2 separate regions of the Gossypium hirsutum genome follow, and region 1 is linked to region 2. A link is a contact called in public Hi-C data. All regions are on one chromosome and are shown on one strand. Each heading gives the region's core, a stretch centred on a gene start, on an enhancer-like site or on the middle of the called end of the contact. The rest is flanking DNA. Distances are from core to core; before and after follow the strand shown.

The links. A called contact is a pair of places that touch in the nucleus more often than the background predicts.
Region 1: a contact with region 2 is called in a Hi-C map of leaf, with 2.6 times the contacts expected there. The contact joins the promoter of LOC107910621 here to the enhancer-like site in region 2. A contact is called at or near these places in 12 of 34 Hi-C or Micro-C datasets (anther, callus, hypocotyl and 2 more).

What each region holds. Positions count from the first base shown.
Region 1 is chrD02:25,147,597-25,150,848 of Gossypium_hirsutum_v2.1, forward strand. It overlaps LOC107910621 (biotin carboxylase 1, chloroplastic), which reads left to right and starts at 1,756. Exons shown (of 17, transcript NM_001327041.2): 1 at 1,756-1,896; 2 at 2,015-2,084; 3 at 2,611-2,936. The coding sequence starts at 2,034.
Region 2 is chrD02:25,037,365-25,040,725 of Gossypium_hirsutum_v2.1, forward strand. No RefSeq gene overlaps it. Among protein-coding and RNA genes, the nearest start is that of LOC121215179, 11 kb to the right of the region's middle. Within about 2 kb of position 1,762, at least 6 of the 9 cell types and tissues checked have an H3K27ac peak or open chromatin away from gene starts, as enhancers often do. A contact at or near this core is called in leaf, where this site is marked.

The DNA.
Region 1 (3,252 bases), core at 506-3,005, 110 kb after region 2:
GGTGTGCCCTTAATGATACATCCCATCCACATCCCACATCTTTAAACCCTAGATTAATCCTTTTTTGGCAGAATCTATCTCAATGCCTCAAACATCCACAAAGAAAACAAAATAAGGATAGTTTTTCATATCGAAATTTCACATAAACTGAATCTGACTGGGAAATCAAAATCTTTTTCTTCCTCTTCAAGAGCTTTCTAATATCTGTTTGAACCTTGATGCATATAAAGTTTCTAAATCCTTGATTAAGCTGTTATGTATAGTGTTCCAGACATTTACCAACAAAATCCCCTAATTGTTGCACCACATAATTAGAAAAGAAACCCGTCGAAAATCATGAACTTGCACCTAGAAATCAACATACACCAACAATACTAAATTCGGATCTTCGCCATCTTTTAGTCTATGAAGCAAAATAGATGGTTATTGAAAGTCCATGGCGTTCCACTTGTCACCCGTTCCATATCTATCTCATAAAAGAATAAAAAAACGTAACGTTTCTCAATTAGGTTAGAGATCTGAATTCCCCCCAACAAGTGCCATAAATTAGCCATCGTATTCTTCATTGCAGGAAAGTGAACCACACTGGCTACGAGGTAGCATCCAACTAAGCACAATTCATATAACGATCTTTGCGGTCTAGCCTCCGTCGCAAATTGCATGCCTTCATCCTCTTCCTCGTCAAGGCTTAAATCTGCCAACTCCTTCTCCATTAGTGCCATCTCTACCGCGCTTCAGCAATCGTAAAAACCCTAGACTTTGCTAGACGAAATCGTGCTACTTTGATAGCAAACTTGAGTAATTAACTATTCATGGCTTTTTTTTGTTAGAATAAAGAAAAGAATTAATTCTAATTTTTAGAAAGTTAAATGGAATATATAGTATAAAATTTTAATTGAAATTTTATAAAAATCATAATGAAAGATATGAATATATTTATAAAATTATAATATAAATTATTACAAAATTAATATAATAATATTTTAATAAAGGGTGAATTACATCATTAGTCACTAAATTATGGATAAGTTTTCGTTTTGGTCACTTAACTAAACAAATTTACAATTTGGTCACTAAAATATTCAAAGTTTTCAATTAAGCCGTTAAATTTTTCAAAAGTTTTTATTTATGTCATTGGATTATTAATTTTTTTAAAGTTCCACTAACGAGCTTCAAACAACGATTCAATGATTGACATGGTGAATCAGTACTCTTCGACGAGTAGAAGAACATATTTTAGATCCAAGTTGATCTGATGGTCAGTGGTGGAGATTGGAGAAAAAAACATTTTAAATTTTAGTTTGCAGATTTGTAACATCCAAATCTGTTTTATGAAAAAAATTAAATAAAAAAAAAAGATATTAATGCAAACATTTCGAACAAAAAAAGTAATATATCATTAATTTTAACAATCTAATTACTTAAATAAAAATTTTTGAATACAACTTTTAATTTATAGTGACAGTTAAGACAAATTTAAGTAAAGCCAACTATGACCCTGACCCGTAAATCTTAATAAAAGGGTCCAACTGCCCGACGATTTTCAAAAGTAAAAGAAAAAAAGAAAAAGAAAAAAAAACTTGTTATGGGCATGAGTCGAGCTGTTTTTCCTTTTTCCGGCCCAATCCAAATAGAGCTAAGTGGGTGCTGACAATTGTGAGATGCAAACGTGGAATGAAAACATTGGAGGAATGGACCCAACCGTAGAGATAGAACCGTAGGGAAAGGTCTGGGCTTATATGCCTGATGAGTGATAACCCCAACCATTTAGGCGGAGCATTCAATAAAACACTTGCCTCGTTTCCATCGACAACTTCTCCATATCTCTCTCTTCTCTCTATTTCCCCATCTCCCTGTCTCACTACATTGCTCTGATTCTTGTTCACGTCTAGCTTGGTATCTTTCTCTCTTTCTTTCTTTCTTTAAATTCTGTTTCATTAGATCTATTTGATTTTTTTTATGCTTAGACATGTAGCACTGAAGCTTTGGCTTAAATGGGTATTTGCTATTGTAGGCATTTTCTGTTTTTCTCAATGGCAATGGATGCTTCACTGACTATGTGCAAGTCGGTCACATCACCTCCTGTAAGTCTCCCTTCTCTTTTCGCATCATAATTTTCACTTTGTTCCTTCTGCTGGATGCTAGATTCTTTCTTCTATATAGTTTTGGAAATTGGGTATAGATTCCTAGAGTGAATTCCGGCAATGCTCCGATGTTTTCTAGTTTCCTAGTACGAAATCTGCCAAAGCTCCGATACCCCGTTAAGTACTTACTGTGATTTTACGTATGGGTAATTCCTCAATCTCTTTGCTCCCAACAACATATTTTCTTTATCTGGTGGTAAAAAAGAGCATGCTTTTTTGGGGAGATGCTATTTTACACTCACGTATCTAATCGCAAGTATCTTACGTATTCATATCTAATGATTTTCCACAAAGTGCTAATGAAACTTATAAATCACATGCATTAAATCCTAAGAGCTATTTGATCGATTGCAGACATCTCTAGATTGCCTCTGATAGAGGGATAAACTTTTAACATATCGTTAATCAAAGTTACGAGTTACTTTATTATGATATATAGCTAATATCATGGATTCTCCTATTGAAGGGCTTATTCTTGGGGAGAAGTAGAGTTATTAGGAGTTCCCAGTGTACCTTTATGGTGGGAAGCAGGATCAACTTTCCTCGGCAGAAAGCTCAGTCAACCCAAGTTAGATGTAAATCTAGCAGGTGTGGAGGAGCTCTTGGTGCTAAATGCCGTGCTGAGAAAATTTTGGTGGCAAATAGAGGAGAAATTGCTGTTCGTGTAATCCGAACAGCTCATGAGATGGGAATACCATGTGTTGCTGTCTACTCTACAATTGATAAGGATGCACTTCATGTGAAGCTGGCTGATGAATCAGTTTGCATAGGCGAAGCACCAAGCAGTCAATCGTAAGTAGTCATATCTTGAGCATCTATGGTTTCCTTGTTATGTTTCTATTACAATTGTCTTAGCTTTTACATCAAAGTTTGTTATGAAATTTGTCTTGTTAGATGCTCCTCATTTAATCTTTATTTGTTCATTGAATTAGAGATCTGTAGTTTGGAGATTAAGAAAGAAGGGGACTGAAGCAATTACCACTACAAAAACACTGTTTTAAATTGTTCTGTTAGATAAGTTTCAACTAGCAATAGTGCTTGAAAAAGACTGATTTAAATTATATCTGTTAGATAAGTTTCAACTAGCTATAATACATGAAGAAGTACC
Region 2 (3,361 bases), core at 512-3,011:
GATTCCATTAAGGTGTGATTATAGGACATTTTGAGATTGTGTCATTTCATCACTTTAAAATTAAAAATTTATATAAGATCTAAAAATTATCACACACAAAAAAAACCATTTTTAGGTGATGGTGTGTTATTAAGTATGTTTTTATAGTGAAATATAATTTATAATAGCCTATTTATGTAGCAACAACATACATATTTGTTTTATTATTATTAAGAAAGTAAAACAATACAGTACAGGGTGAGAAAATCCTTGCATTTTATAAAGAGGGACAAAAACATAGTAATGAGACAATCCAGAAAAATCCACCTCCAACAAATCCCTTCGTTTTGAGCAAGATCAACTACAAATTACCAGGAAGCTAAATATAAAGATGATCTTTCCATGCCTGCTTTAGCCAAGGTATCAGCTAAACAGTTTGCTTCGCCAACAACAAGCATAAAGGATAAATCAATGATTGTAATAGCCCAATTTAGATCCTAATCGGACATAATGATTTCGGGACTACAAATTCGAGTCAAAAAAATATTTTAATATTATTTTTAGTGTCTATTATATGTTAAGTTATATGTGTAAAAATTTCGTGTGAAAATTTAATCGTTTGAAGGTTCAATTCGATGAAAAGGGTTTAATCGCGTAAAATAAAACTCAGTCTTATCATTTCAATTTAGGCACTTTCATTTCTTTTTGATATAAACGTAAACTCTTTGTGAATTTCCATGTAGCCTAAACATGTATAAAAAATATTCCATATATAATTTTATCAATTCTCCATTAATTAATTTAGTTTTTCAATCTCTTTATTACTTTCTTATTAACAAACATGGAAGAATTTATTGGCATCGATTAAAATAAATTAGTACCGATCAACATATGCAGGAATGCAATGACATTTGAGTTTGGGAAAATATATGATCCCTATTTTCCAACTCGTAGGATGCTAGGAAGTACACAATTTAGACCATTTCAAGCTTGAGTTTATCCTTTCAAAAAACAAAAAAACCTTAAGCTTATTAATTTTAAATCTTCTCTTCATTTAATTCCAAGAATAAAAAAGAAATTAAATAATTGTATCCCCCAAATTTAGACAAAACACAAATGATATTCACTTGGTAAACAAGCATTTTCACTTGGTAAACATAATCGAGGGGATTTTAAACTTTTGAGATGTTGTTCAAAACTTGTGGTGCTACAAATGTTGCCGGGACTGGGTTTGAAGAGAGGAGGGACACTGTCTTTTTAGTGTTGGAAAGTGGGGTGGTTAGCAACCATGGTTTTTACACCACAAATTACTAATCTATTTATCTTTTGGGGCAATGTGAAAGAGAGTGGGGGATTCAGATTGTGGTGAGTGCTTAAAGAGTGCTGTTCAAAGAGCTCAAGTTGAGTGTTTCAAGTGTTGCGATTGAATCAGATGAGAAAAGCAGAAACGTTAAAAGTAAATCAGAAAAAGGTAGACGAACTAAATAGTAAATAAAACAAAACAAAACCCTAAAATATATCTGCCAGAAATACAATAAAGACCTATTGAAGAAATTGGAAAAAAATGAAAGGGAGAAGAAAGAAAACCTGGGTCTGGCCGTCTGGGTATTGGTGTGTTGGAACTGGTAGGTTTTCCTGATTTGACTGAGATTGAGATTGAGAATCCGATTTGTGTTACTGTTAAGTGAATGAAACTAAGAAAGATTGAAAGTCAGCTGTTGCTGTAATGCTGTTACTTACCTGTTGAATATTAAGAAAACTAGAAAAGGTTCGGTTCTTGGACAGTCCAAGTCCAAGTTGTACTTGGAGCAGAGAAAATAAATTGGGCTGGGTTTAATTTAAGGCCCATGGTATTTACCCTGTAAAATTCGGTTAAACCAAAAAAATTCGATTAACTGACCAATTTCAAATCGATTTAACCGTTAATCGAAAAAGCAAAAAATCCTTAACCGACCCTGACCGAAAAAATTAATTAACCGATCGATTAATCGAATTCGGTCTGTTAACTAAATTTTTTCAGTGTTACCCGAATTTTGCACACCCCTACTTCCAGCACTACGGTACCAAGTGGTGTTGTAGTGCGCTTCCTTCTGCCAAGAATCAAGATGCTTCTCCTTTGTATTCGTGCGTTAGTATTGTATCATATCGTTCTTTGACTTTTCCTTCGCTTTTCTACCTTCAATTCGATAAAGCATACTACTTTATTCTTAAGCAAAAATGCTTAAACACTAAAACTAACTTAAAATAGCACTGAAAACATACAAAGCATGAACTAAACACAGAATGAAATGTTGGAGAAAATAATCCTAAAATGCATAAAAATACTTGAGAACAAGTATGAAAATTATTAAGAATAAACTTATGGTAACTCTTTTTCGAGAAGTTATTACACCCACACTTACATTTCTACTTATTCTCAAGGAACACAAAACATAAAACTAAAACCTTCTTAATATGCAAATATGAAAGAGTCAAAGGATTGATTATAGCATGCCGGAGTCCCAAAATTTCTTTGCATCAACTTGATAATCCATTTAAATAAGAAAGACTTACCTACCTTTGGCCATTATTGATTAATAAATAACTTAACACTAGGAAAACAGATATAACTCACAATTTAGTATCTATCTTCTAGTCTATTTTTTTTGAAAATTTGCAATCATCTTTGATGGTTTACAAGCAATTTATAGACTAGACTAGGGGCTTATACTAGAAGTCTCATTAGGGTTAAACTCCAACCATCAAGGATATTTTATTCTAATTAGTAACTTTGAGAATAATTATACTTGAAATAGAATTTTCGATACATTGTTACAACAAGGAAAAAATAAGGAAGAGAGTATGGTGGTTGTCACAGAGGCAGGTTCACTCAATCGGGGCGGAGGGTTGGAGGTTACAAAGAGTAGTGATAAATGCTAAAAGTAACATGTTTTACCCTCATTCTTAATGCATTATTGGGTGATTATTTGATGTTAATGGTGAATTTTATGCTCCTAGTCCTTTAAATTCATGTTTTTATGCTTAACAGAGCGTTTGGGAGCAAAAAAAGCGAAAATCGAGTGAAAATCAAAAAATCGAAGCAAGTTATAGGAGCCACAAGGGCTGACCCATTCCACACGGCCAACCAAACGATCATGTGGTAGGCCATGTTGATTTCCTGGATTTGCACTCTAAACTACAGAAAATCAAAATTTTTAGGTTTTTTTGGGCATTCTAATGCATATATATGATGAAAATAAGAAGATAAGAGTGAGTCGTCATAGAATATTCAAGAAAACAACTCAAAAAGGACCATTGAATCTAATTCTGAAGCAGATTTCCGTCAAGATTGAAGATTCCCAATTGATTTCTTAGGAGATTATCATGAGTTTCTTTATTTATT